Regions from separate parts of the Mus musculus genome. Here region 1 is linked to region 2. The links are chromatin contacts, called in public promoter capture Hi-C maps. All regions are on one chromosome and are shown on one strand. The core of a region is the stretch at or near the end of the contact, and the rest is flanking DNA. Distances in the headings are between cores, read along the strand shown. Region 1 overlaps Nav1 (neuron navigator 1). Region 2 overlaps Lmod1 (leiomodin 1 (smooth muscle)).

What was found. Capture Hi-C pulls out chosen DNA fragments and counts their contacts.
Region 1: a contact with region 2 is called in a promoter capture Hi-C map of adipose tissue. The contact joins two enhancer-like sites. A contact is called at or near these places in 1 of 39 promoter capture datasets (pre-B cells), 2 of 115 datasets of contacts at active chromatin or transcription factors (embryonic stem cells and pancreatic cancer cells) and 2 of 9 other capture datasets (adipose tissue and liver).

Annotation. Positions count from the first base shown.
Region 1 is chr1:135,462,292-135,468,920 of GRCm38.p6, reverse strand. Nav1 (neuron navigator 1) reads left to right here. Exons shown (of 30, transcript NM_173437.2): 8 at 24-65; 9 at 1,132-1,280; 10 at 2,912-3,082; 11 at 4,163-4,215; 12 at 4,983-5,006; 13 at 5,122-5,199. Among named protein-coding and RNA genes, the nearest start is that of Mir1231, 11 kb to the right of the region's middle. Within about 2 kb of position 1,815, at least 94 of the 459 cell types and tissues checked have an H3K27ac peak or open chromatin away from gene starts, as enhancers often do. A contact at or near this core is called in adipose tissue, where this site is marked.
Region 2 is chr1:135,350,845-135,357,530 of GRCm38.p6, reverse strand. All of the region lies in intron 1 of Lmod1 (leiomodin 1 (smooth muscle)), which reads right to left. Among named protein-coding and RNA genes, the nearest start is that of Shisa4, 21 kb to the left of the region's middle. Within about 2 kb of position 5,315, at least 27 of the 459 cell types and tissues checked have an H3K27ac peak or open chromatin away from gene starts, as enhancers often do. A contact at or near this core is called in adipose tissue, where this site is marked.

The sequences.
Region 1 (6,629 bases), core at 566-3,065, 110 kb before region 2:
TGCCTTCCTCTTTCTCTCCACAGCAGTCAGCGAGATCGGAATACCCTCCCCAAGAAAGGGCTCAGGTAACCCTCAAATGTGTGGGGTTTTGTTTTTCATATATATATATATGAGACTCCTGGCCTGTTTAAAAAAGTTCTAGCTGGGTGGTACACAGCTTTAATTCCAGAATATGGGAGGCAGAGGCAATTGTGGTAGGTTGCAAAAATAAATAAAATAAAATCCCAACCCAACCTAACCCACGGTCCCATGGATGAATTTAGTGGCCTTTTTAGACAGTCATTTGTATGCGGTCCTAAAAAATGCCACCCAAGCCCACTGCGAACTCACCATCAACTGTGTTAGCTATTATAGCAAGTGACTCTTTTTGGTGTCAGGGAACAAGTGAATTTGCATACAGGCTTTTATTGCTGTGAAGAGACACTGTGACTTCAGCAACTCTTATAGAGGAAAACATTTAACTGGGGCTGGCTTACAGTTCAGAGGTTTAGTGCATTATCATCAAGGCAGAAAACATATCAACATGCAGGCAGACATAGTGCTGGAGGAGGAGCAGAGAGTTCAGCAGGCCTTAGAAACCAAGTGAGCCACAGTGGGCCTAGCTGGAGCATCTGGGACCTCAAAGACTACCCCTAGTGGCACACTTCCTCCAACTTCACACCCACTCCAATAAGGCCACTCCTAATAGTGCTACTCCCTGTGAGCCTCTGGGGGGCCATTTACATTCAAACCACCACAGTTGTCCAAAGTTACCACAGCCCTATGAACTGCCTCGATGCAGTTCATCCCCTCACAGGGGACTTCTGAGACCACGCACATAGGCAAGGGACAGGGGGTGTGGATCCTCCACTGTCAGATACCACTGACTTGGATACATGGGGACATGTGTCACCTGCCTCCATGTGGCACCATAGAGCCCTGCTCTGTGGAGGAATTTCTAAAACCTCCATCCACCCTGTCCCCTTCAGGAGCTTTCAGGGGACAATCCTGGGTTGCCTCCGACCGATCCTCCTTTTCCTTGTCCCTCTTCCAAAGTCCCCTCCTACCCCTAGCTTAGCCATCCCTCACACAGCCAAACCTCTGATGTCACTTTGTAGCAGCTCAGACTGTGTCTCTTTGCTACTTCTTCAGGTACCAGCTTCAGTCCCAGGAGGAGACCAAGGAGAGGCGGCACTCCCACACTGCCGGTGGGCTTCCAGAATCCGACGACCAGGCAGAGCTGCCATCCCCCCCTGCTCTCTCCATGTCCTTGAGTGCAAAGGGCCAGCTTACCAACATAGGTCAGTATCTGCAGTCATTCACTGTGGCAAGAGATGAGGCGGGGCTCACCCTGCAGAGTGAGTGAGGCAGCAAAACAACTAGGCATTTTGGCTCCTGTTGTAGTGGGGTTGCTTCATGGTGCCTCAGTTTACCAACCCAAACTAAAGATGAAGGCAAAGTGTTCCAAGGTCTTAGACTAAAAGGTTGTCCCTGGACACAGCTATAGGGTCCTGATGGCATCAGAGGGTCTGAATGACAAGCAGGGCAATCCATACACTAAGACCCTGAGCTTAAGAAAGTCCATGACAGTACTGTCCCGGGCAGCTGCTGGGAGGGCAATACCAACCTATGGGTTTGGTGAGCTGAAGACAGACAAGGGTTGATTGTAGAGTGAAGTCTGTCACCAGAAAAGTCCAGCTCTACCAACTGCTCGGGCTGAGCCCAGGCTATCTCAGCCCTAAAGGCAGGCTGACTAAGACACGCCCTAGACACACCACACCCTCTTTAAAGCCTTTGGAGAGAAGGAAGTGGCTCTGTGACTCAGACGGGATGGGAAAACAGGCTACAGGAGGAGGGGCTGGCTCCAGCTCAGGCCCACACCAGCCCTGGTTCTGGGAAGCACTGTGCCATGACTGGTTTAATAGGAATCTCTTTAGACTAGGTCTGGAGTAGACCTGCCATTTGCTTGCTGTATCTCTTAAGTCCATCTCTCCTCTCAACTAAGGGGGGTAGGGAGGGGGGAAGCAGGTTTTGGGTTGGTTTTTGTTTTGTTTTGTTTTTTCCCCAAAGAGGACTTGTAACATCTTTCGATGCAGGGACTGTGGGGAATTTGAAGAAAACTAGGAATGGGGGTCCTTTATGCCTAAGGAAGAGTCATTTGGCTTCTGTGGGCTTATCAGCCTGTTTTCTGTCTCCATTAAAGGCCAAACAAGAATAAAAGCCATTCATGCTGTCGAATGAGGGACTGGGCTAAACAGTAACGATCTTACTAGTTCCTGAGGGCCAAGACAGAGGGGTGACTTCTTCTCCCCAGGTCTTTGTAGGCAGGGAGGGTGAACACCCACATACCTGCATGGAGGCAAGAGGTCCGACAGGGGAACACCACAGGCTCTGACCCCTGAAAGGCATCCATCTAGCAAGGGAAAGTGGGGTTGGCCTCTGTGGTTGACCCATTTCACAGGTGTGGATTCCGTAGCCTCTCTGAAGCCTGGTTTGTTTCCTCACTTGGATCTGAGTCTTGGTCTGAGTTCTCAGTCCACCCCTAAGACAGCTTGTGTTTTTGAGAACCGCACATCCCATTTTCATCAGCACATCCTGGTGATGTGAAGGTTTCGGGAAAGTGGCCAGGCCCCCAGCCTAACCTTCAAAAGCAACCACTCCAAGGCAGTCAAGCATTCAAGGAAGATCCTTAGTACAGACCATGGAGTCCTTCTCCATCAGGGCCCAACCTTCCCAGGAGGGGCCACTCCTAACCTCCAGCTGCTTGCACACCCCCACGGCCCCACCTACTGCTCCTTCCTCTCCTCCCTTCTTCCCGTTTGCCTTTCAATGACTCCTGCTCCGTCCCCACAAGGGACCAGAGAGCTGATGACCCTGCCTCTTTTCCTGCCTCCCCCTCCCACGCCCCTCCCCCTCCCCTCTGTCCTTCCAGTGAGTCCCACTGCGGCCACCACGCCAAGAATCACCCGATCCAACAGCATCCCCACCCACGAGGCGGCCTTCGAGCTGTACAGCGGCTCCCAAATGGGGAGCACCCTGTCCCTGGCCGAGAGACCCAAGGGAATGATTCGGTCAGGATCCTTCCGAGACCCCACGGATGATGGTGAGACTTCGTGCTAGCGCGGTTCACGCTCATTCCAGCTCTGCTGGGTCCCCTCACCCACCGCCACCTCCACTGCCACCACTGCCACCACCACACACATACATAGATTTCACAGGACATCAACTTGGGCCATTTCAGTTCTGTCTTCCCATAACTTTGAAGGGTCTGGGGGCCCAGAAACCTTGGGTGGCACCACCTAGCACTGGGGTCTGGGGTCGGAGCATCTACCAGTGGGGCCCAGGGAAGGGAAATCGAGATTTGGAAGGGTTGGATGTGACTCCTCAGGCGCTCTGAGACTAGAGCTGTCCTCCCTGTTCTAAGAGTGGTCTTTCTTCTCCACAGTCTCTCAGAAGAGATAACGGGGACAAAAAAATGGTAGCTCATAAATCCATACAAACAACTAGGCATCTCAGCCCTCTTTCTAGAATGCTCCAAAGACTAGCTCCCAGGCTGGCCCTGGGATTGTTGGTGTTAATCTGGGTGTTAATGGGAGACCTGGCCATGGGGTTCAGGAGACCTCCATTATTCTTCTCAGGGCGCATCCCTGATATGTGTGGGTTCTGTTAGTGCTTGCAGTGGGTTCTGCTGTGTTCACCACTTAATTTTTCCCCCGACCTGAGTGGTCCTCAGGCTCCTAGACTAGCACTACAAGGCTGAGGAGAGGAGGCCCGGGCGGGATTGTGGTACTGGTTCTGAGCAGCTCTGACAAGGAACTCATCCCTTTCTACAGCTTAAAGTGCTTTCTTGGGTGAGCAGACCAGATGCTGACTACCCATGAAAATCTCCTTTCCCTCTCTCTGGACCCCCATGCTCCTCAGGGAGGTTGAGCGAGAGACTACCAAGGCCCAGGCTGTCAGGGAAAATAGATGAAAAGGGGAGGCTGTCTGTATTCAGGACCATATCCTCGGATTCTCGCCTACTGTGGGCTGTTGGGATATGAACTGGTGCCCTGTGTTATTCGCTCTGTTTGCTCCAGATGCCCTCCGGAGTCTGAGTCCAGACTCCTGCTTTAGGCTCCTCCCAGGAACTTCTGGGCCCTGGAGCCCCTTGCTAACCTTCTGTGCTCTCCTTCTCTTTCAGTTCATGGCTCGGTGCTGTCTCTGGCCTCCAGTGCTTCTTCTACCTACTCCTCAGTAAGACCATTAATGCCCCTTCCCGTGAGCCCTGCCCCTCAGTGAGACCATCAATGTCCTTTCCCCGGGAGCCCCCCTCCCCATTCCACCTTCCCTCGGACCTCCTTTGGTTGGGTAACTGGATGGGGATGGGTACCTATCATCGCTACCCTCGCTGGCCATGGGAGTGGGCGTAGTGGGTAGCACCTAGAGCTTGGAACACTCCGATGAGTACCTTGGAGCCTCTGTTCTTTCTGGCCTTGCCACCAACTCCCAAGCAACTCTGGTGTTTTTTTCCCTCCTTTGAAAAGTAAAGATCTCCTTGTTACAGCCTCCTTTCCCTGCCATGGGATTTGGGCAGTGTTTCTAGCACCCAAGATGAATAGGTCCCCAAGACTCTAGAGACCCCAGTAATGTACAGAATTGACCAAATGTCTACAGCCTTTGGCTTTCAGATCTCTTGACTCGTAGGTTTGTTTTAACCTTCATTCTTTCCTCCTTCATGGTGCTAACAGTCACGGTTTGCTTTCAGACCAACCAGCTTCATTCTCTAGCCTTCTCGGCAAGGACCAGGTTGGCTAAAGATGAGCACCCGAGAGGAGCCTAGTACTTAAACCTGAATGTAGCTCTGAGGAGCCAGGGCCAGGGGGACTCTCCTCTCTGCATCTGTCAATCATGCTTCTTCCAGTCTCTGCCCTGACATTTGGGCCCCGGCTTCTGCGCCGGTTCTCCATAGTAACCACCTGCTTTTTCTGTCTCTCTCTCTCCTTCTGTGCCCACTTCTCCAGGCTGAGGAGAGGATGCAATCTGAGGTAGGATACAAAGCCTTTGTCTCTGCTTCTTTAACACCGCCACACACTCCGATTTCAGTCTTAGTAATCTACCTCTGCCGTCAGCAGCTTGTCTCTCTCTCTCTTCCTTTCGCAGCAAATTCGGAAGCTTCGTAGGGAGCTGGAGTCGTCCCAGGAAAAGGTGGCCACCCTGACATCTCAGCTGTCTGCCAACGTGAGTACCCAAGCAGGATGAGACCTGGCTCCTGTTAAACCAGGCAGTGCGGGAAAGCGGTCTGACCGAGTCTGCCCTGGCCTGAGATCTCTGGGGAGAAGGTTGTATTCACGGCTCTAGAGCAGAAGATTTGGGGACTGTCCTTCAATTTTTCTGAGCCTTCATTCAGAACCATTTTTTCCCACCTTAATTCATTGATATGGCTGAGTTGGTGTCTGGTAACCTTTGACCTTCCTAACGAAAGCAGAGACCGTGGTTCTGCAGGGAGGCAGAAACAACCTTGCCATTGGCCATGGACAAAAGTCACAATTCATTTTAATTACCGAGCCCTCGATCGTTTCCACTGCCCTAGGGTGTGTTTTTCTCTTTATTGATGCCACACAACTGAACAGGCTCAGAGCCGGTTATTAGAATTCTGTCTGGGGACCACGAGGCCGGCCGGCTCAAGTCCAACTCCATCCTAGCAACCTGTGGAGTTCACCGTTGGCTCTGCCTCTATTCTGCCATTGATCTGAGCTGAGCTTCCTTCATCTTTGGAGCCAACATCCTTCATTTCTGCATCTAACCCACCTCCGTATGGCCACTTAGAGTGACTACCTTCCTCCTGACCTTAGTTTTTCTGTTCTGAGAGATGAGGAGGAACACACCTACCTCATCTAACTCCACTGTGGGCAGTTCCTCTCCTGTGACCAAATTGCAAACAGAGAACATAAGAGCCATTTTCTCCCGTAGTTGTAAACAACAGCTGAGCTGGGTCTCCAGGAGCTCTCCAAGTGTTTGCACAAAAAATAACCGCGTCTGCAGTTTCCGCAGCGCTTTCTCCTCTTCTCTCTTCCCTTCCTCTCTGGGGAGCTCAGCTGCCAGGCCTGAGCCTAGCCTTGAAACCAGGTAGAGTTTTTGCGTGTTTCCAGTGAATTTCAGCGACAGCTCTCTTACCACATTGGCTGTCGTCTTTATTCTTTCTCCCAAGTCCTCAGTTCAAAAGTCCTGTATTGACTGGTTTGCTTGAAGCTCATATCAAACTTCAAACTCTCTGGGACCAAAAGAATTATAACAGAAACAAGAATGGTCCTGTACCCCACCAGTCAAGGCCAGTGGCCTAGGTCATGTCCTGCATACCCTAGGAAATTCATGTCTGGGAGATGTCGAAGGGGAGAGGCGCCAGGGAGGTGGAGAACAGCCAGGGAGGCAGAGGACATTATTATGCCTGATTCACTTACACTGCAATCTGTCAGCCATCGTGGCTGTCAGGGCTGGACTAGTTCCAGAAAATGAATTTAGAGGGTGAATTTTCTTAGGACAGGAAGTTCCATTTGGCCAAGAGAAAACAAACTAAAACACAGTTCTGGTGAGTTCTGAATCTAGAGTCAGGTTTTGGCCAAGGGTCCGAGCCCTTCCCTTCAGTGGGAGATGTGATGCCAGGCCCCAGA
Region 2 (6,686 bases), core at 4,066-6,565:
GGGCTACTGGGGACAGAGGGAGTGAACTCCTTCCAGGCTCCTGCTTCATTCTACCTGGAGTGACAATGAAGATTCCAGATTCTCCTGGAGGGTCCCCTGCCATTTGGGGACTGTAGCATTTCAGGCACACAGTCGTGCCCATGTGCATTGGTGGCCTATGGGTGCCCTGCTCTGAGGCAGCTCATTACACAGCTTTGAGAAGTACAACTACTGTCCTAGAAAGCCTCTGCTTCCCCTCAGAACTGTCAGGAAAATTCCAGATTGTTCTAGAAATATTCAGTCTTCTGGTATGGAAGCCTGTTGGTTCTGCATACAGTTGGCCTGTGTGTAACTCCCCGTGTGTCTTTACATAGTTGTGTGGCCCTCCAATCTCTTGTGCCATGCACAACAGAGCTGGTCCCCTGGGATTCCTCACCTAGTTTCTCAACTGGCTGTGTGCTGGGGCCAGAACTCAGATCAAGCTCCCCTGGCAAGAAGGACTGGAAAGGAGACGTGATGTGACTGTTCTGAGAGCCTTAGGAAAACTGCTCACAGGAGCCAGGTGTGGTGGAGCTGGCCTTTAATCCCAGCACTCCGGAGGCAGAGGTAGGCAGATCTCTTGAGTTTAAGGCCAGCCTAGTCTACAGAGTGAGTTCCAGGATAGCCAGGGCTACACAGAGAAACCCTGTCTCAAATTAAGAAAGAGAGGAGAGAGGGAGAGAGAGAGAGAGAGAGAGAGAGAGAGAGAGAGAGAGAGAGAGAGACAGACAGACAGACAGACAGACAGACAGACAGACAGAAGAAGAAGGAGGAGGAGGAGGAGGAGGAGGAGGAGGTGGAGGAGGAGGAGGAGGAGGAGGAGGGGAGAGAGAGAGAAAGAGAGAGAAAGAGAGAGAGGCTCACTGAAGCCATGATGATATCATTAGAGTCCAATCCCCTTGTCCTTGTCCTACTTGAGACCTTTTGTTCCCAAAAGTGTTTTTAGAATTTTATAGTGGGTAAAATTGAACGCTTACTCACTGGCCAAGGGAACTATAATTTGAACTTTTCCATAGAAAAAGAAATGACTATGTCTCAGATGCCAGGAGCCTACCTGGAGGATAGGAAGCTGGGATGAAACCAGGTTGCTTTGGGAAGGGTCTCTCCCCCCCCCCCCTCACACACACACACACACACACACACACACACCATGCACACACACCATCACACCCCAACTGCACAGCAAACTCTGTGAAATTAGAGCCTAAAGCAGAACTCCTCTCGTTGACCTGTAAGCTTTGGGGTTGCAGCGCTGCCTCTCACTGGCTTTTTCTCATGGAGTCTCATGTAGGTTCCAGTTGATCTCAACTCACAGAGTAGCTGAAGACAACCCTGAACTTCTGATCCCCCTGCCTCCACCTCCTGAGTGCTTAGCCACGGCAGGCTCAGGGTGTGCTGTAGATCAAAGGGCCTTGTGCACACGAGGCAAACACTCTACCAACTGAGCTACCCTGACAGCCCCTTCCAGGACTTTCTTAGCATGCAGAGGACTTTTTGCCTACGGAGCTTACAGCCCCTAGGGTGAAAGAACGGGAGAGGAAGGGGTATGAGATACTTGGCAAGGTCCTTCCATGGCCTAAGAGCTCCCTAGGTACTTACTGCTGATAAGAGTCTAGGGCACCATCCTCAAAGAGTCCTCAGTAGAGTGTCATAAATGGAGGTGTCGGGCTCAGGCAGACCCTCCACACATGACCCTTCCACAACAGAGATTAGCTATGCCTTAGCCAGCTTGTTCCCACCCTGAGCACCTAGTTGGAAGACACATATAACTTGTGGGGGGACAGGATTGTGGCTTCCTTATCTCCAAAGGCTTCAGGCCATTGAACACAGCTTCCCAAAAGCTCGGGGTTTCAGAAGGGTCATACTGGGCACTCAGGTAAGCCTGTCTACCTGGGAAATGTTGAGCTAAGAGGCAGGCATGGATTGGGTATATGAGGAATAAGTGGTAAGAAGACCATCTTCTTCAAGGTTCTGGAGACGGAACCCAGGTACTTACAAATACTAGAGAAAAGCTCTATCACTGAGCTACCTCACCAGTCCAGATCAAACCACCACTGGCCCACCGGGTTGAGAAAAGCAGTGACCCTTCTGCCATCCTAGTGTCCTGCTGTGGCCAGCCAACTTGAGCAACAGTGGTCTCCATTCTGTGGGTGGAGTTTGATGAGGCACAGATCTCTGTAGAGACTTGGGGTGCTGCATGAATGTCAGCCTCAGGTGCTCTAGCAGGGACACCCATCTTTCCTTTGGATTTCATATCTAGGTGAGAGGAGAGGCCTTCCAGGAGGAAAGGGGAGGAAGCAGCCATCATCAGAGATGGAAACCTGGATTTGATGTCCATGAGTTCCTAATTCCCCAACATCAGGAATGGAACCACAGCCCAAGGTCCTCACTGTAGGCTGCCTTAATCTGTCAAGTTCCTGTGTTTGTTCCCCACTGTTTCTCTATGAGACACTGAGCTTTGAGGCTAAAAATTCAATGAGTAGTAATGAGAAAACCAGACTTGCAAGAGGAGACCCAAAGGAAATGCGGATGGTTCCCCAAGTGAGCTGAGAAGCAGGCTGGCAGGACAGCACGGCTCCTGGTGGAAATGAGCAGGATAAAGTCCTTCGAGGTCGTGGCATGCATGGAGGAGAGTGAGAGAGGAGAAACAGGATGAGGAGGCTCTGGGACTGACTCCTGGAGGAGAAAGAGGCCTGGTAGATGGATCCCACTGTGGAACGGGGTCCCTCTTGGGCCTCACCTTTTTGTTTTTTCTCAGCACCCCCTCCAACTTTGCTTCTTGGCACAGGCATTTCCCAGTGAACCTTCACTGGGTCTGAGCCTGCCCATCACCCAGAGTCAGTGGAGCCTAAACCAAGGCCTGTTTTGGAGATGTCACCCCTGACAGGCTCTTTCCCTTGTACCTCTGCCCTACGGATGCCTTTCCTCTCTCCCTTGCATTAGCCCCTTTCTCAGCCTCTCTGTCTCTTCCAGTGGATTGGGGCCACCAGGCACACATTACTAGTTACTGACTGCCTAGCACACAGCATGGGCACACAGCATCTACTCTGGCATTGAGAGAATAATGTCCACTAACTGAAACCAGATATTAGTGTAGGGGATGAAGGCCAGACAGTCTGTAGGCCAGACACAGTGGCTCACACCGAAAACCCCAGCACTTGGGAAGTGGAGACAGGAGGACCAGGCATCCAAGGCCAGCCTCAGCTCCATATCAAATTCTAAGTTAGCTACCTGGGCTATTTGAAACGGTTTTAAGGGGATGGGAAGAGAGAGGGCAGAGAAAAGAAAGATTGTACAATAAAAAACTAAAGCCAGTGCTGGCTGGGCCATGGGGGTGCCTTTACTCCCAGCACTAGGGAGGCAGAGGCAGGAGCATCTCTGTGAGTTTGAGGCCAGCCTGGTCTACAGAGTGAGTTCCAGGACAGCCAGGGCTATACAGAGAAACCCTGTCTCTAAAACAAAATAAAAGAAATAAACAAATAAAAACCCCGAAGCCAGTTAGATGATGGCCAAGTAGATTAAGGTGCTCGCCCCCAACCCTGCTGACCTGAGTTAAAATTTTCAGGATGTAGAAGAAGGTGAGAGCCAAACTCCTGAAAGTTGTCTGTATGACTTCCTATGTGATCTCCATATGTGTGCCATACATAGCACACTTGTTCACACAGAAAACACAAATACATAAAATGTAATGTGCTCGCTTCAGCAACGCACACCCTAAACTTGGACCGATACAGAGAAGATTAGTGCCCCCCAAACCCCCGTGCAAGGATGACATACAAACTTGTTCCATGTTTTAAAAAATACAATACAATAAAATGTAATAAAAGAGATTTCCTTTTGGGCTGGTGAGATGGCTCAGCAGGTAAGAGCACCCGACTGCTCTTCCGAAGGTCCGGAGTTCAAATCCCAGCAACCACATGGTGGCTCACAACCATCCGTAACAAGATCTGACTCCTTCTTCTGGAGTGTCTGAAGACAGCTACAGTGTACTTACATATAATAAATAATAAATAAATCTTTGGGCTGGTGAGATGGCTCAGCGGGTAAGAACACTGACTGCTCTTCCGAAGGTCCTGAGTTCAAATCCCAGCAACCACATGGTGGCTCACAACCATCCGTAATGAGATCTGATGCCCTCTTCTGGTGCGTTTGAAGACAGCTACAGTGTACTTACATATAATAAATAAATAAATCTTTAAAAAAAAGTTTAAATAAATAAATCTTTAAAAAAAAGAGAGATTTCCTTTTAAGGTTTTAGGATAGAGAGATGGCTCAGTAGTTCAGTGGTTAGATGATTGCTTTTGCAAAGGACCCCAGTTCAGTTCCCAGCGCCCACGTGGAGGCTCTCAACCATCTGTAACCCCAGCTCCAGAGGACCCCACACTCTCTTCTGACTTCCTTAGACACAGTGCACCCACGCACGTGCAGCAACTCACACATACACCTAAAATAAAGTCAGCTAAACCTTCAGCACAAATCAGACCTGAAGGGTGGAGAAAGTCAAAAGAGGGCAGGAAGCTGGATAGGAAGAAGGGATGGACAGAAGTCGTGGGAGGCATGAATATGGTCAAAACTCACTGAATGAAATTCTTAAAGAACTGACACAGATAAATAAATAAAATTTGAAATTCAGAACCAGAAATACAAGTCAATGACTACCAGAAGCTACGGAATGCTAATGCCTCTGTGCCTGGGGAGGCCACAGATCGGAAAAACATGTTCATTAGCTCTCTCTCAGGCTGGCCCAGGGTCTTGAAATGTAGCCCCAGCTAACCTCAAATTCAAAATCCTCCTTCCAAATGCTGGGAACACAGTCCTGGCTCAGAGCTACAACCCCCAAGCCTTACTCTGGTGCTGGTTAGGCCCGGTAGAGGTGACCTGCTTGTATGGTAGATGTGGCCAGGGCAAGCCAAGCCAGGGGTAAGATAGGAGGACATCCTGCAGAGGGGCCAGGGGAGAACGAAACTCCTCTCCATCCTGAGAGACACTCAGGGCTCTGCCCAGCCACTAGCTCTCCCATAAGCTTAGGTCCATAGGACAGACATTGAAGGCCCAGGGTATAAGGACCCTGATCAGTCTGTACCTCTGCTGAATGGTTGCATCTAGGTTTGGACTAGGCTAGATCAATGCCAGGTGGGAGGGTAGAACAAGGTTCCTGTGTTAAGACTTTCTAGAGTCCACAAAGAGAAGCCTTCTTGCTTCTGTGGCTTCTTTTCTTCCCTCTCCTGTAACCTTGAAGACGGCTGAAGCAGAGGAAGGATGTAGAAGCCAAGAGGCAGCTAAGCCAGCCAGGCTAGTCCCCAGAGACTGCCCAGCACTGATGTTCCTTAAAGGAATGCAATAAACAAGGAAGCCTGTCCCACTGGGCCAGAAGTGGGAGACGGGGGAGGAGCTGACGGCCATTTTATTCTCCATTTTTACCACTTTTCCCAAAGGACTGCACAGCTGGAAAGAGACCAAATTTGTTTTCCAAACCATAGGTTTTTCAGCTTCAGGCTAAGATCTTTGTCTGTCTTAGTTAGGGTTTTACTGCTGTGAGCAGACACCAAGACCAAGGCAACTCTTTTAAGGACAACATTTAATTGGGGCTAGCTTATAGGTTCAGAGGTTCCATCCATTATCATCAAGGTGAGAACCTGACAGCATCCAGGCAGGCATGGTTCAAGGAGAGCTGAGAGTTCTACATCTTCATCTGGAGGCTGCTAGTGAAAGACTGACTTCCAGGCAGCTAGGATGAGGGTCTTAAAGCCCAGGCCCATAGTGACACACCTACTTCAACAAGGCCACACCTTCTAATAGTGCCACTCCCGCAGGCCAAGCATATCAAACCATCACATTGTCCCAGCTCTGTCCTCCACTAATGACTTTTTCTAGTGCTTTCCTCTGGAACACTACTCTATAAATGTCATCTTTCCAAAGAAAGCTTACTTTTCTCAGTCTTAAATTCTCACCCAGCTCATCACCAGTACTCTAGTTGTTGAGGAATCTGTAGACTGGAACACTTAAAAGCTGTAATCCCAACACTGGGGAAGGAGGAGGATCAACGTAAGTTCATGGCCAGCCTGGTCTACGTAGCAAGTTCTGGGTTAGCAGGGCTACACAGCAAGACCCTGTCTCTAAGACGCAAGCATAAAGAAGGACACATACGTTCTGCTAAATGGAGGAGATCACCCAAGAAATGGGGACATCTCATGAATGTCAACTCATCATTCCCTTTTTCTTTCAAGACAGAATAACATCCTATCGGATGTATTAAACCATCCTGTTGGCTGGACCATAGGGGGTCTCCAGCATCTCTGCACAGTTGCTGGGTCTCTCTCTCTCTCTCATTGCCTCTTTAGTCCCATTCCCCTCTATCCCCTGCAGAGAATCTTCTCTGCAGTCCAGAAAGGATCAAGAAGCCAGCTGTAGGATTTTCTACTGTCCTGTGTCACACCTGCAAATTCCCCTCCTTGATCCTCTCCTCCCCCTTCTCCCCCTCCCTTACCCTCCCCCTCTTCCTGCCCTGAGACCCAGGCTAAGCTTACCATCTCTCCTCCCTCTGAATCCTTCCCTCCTGGCTCCTCCTCTCACTCTCTACATGCTCACATCCCCCTGTAAATCTATTTCCAACCTACATTTCTATCCAAGATCCACCCTGCCTCTAACTTCTTCAGAGAGTCTCACAT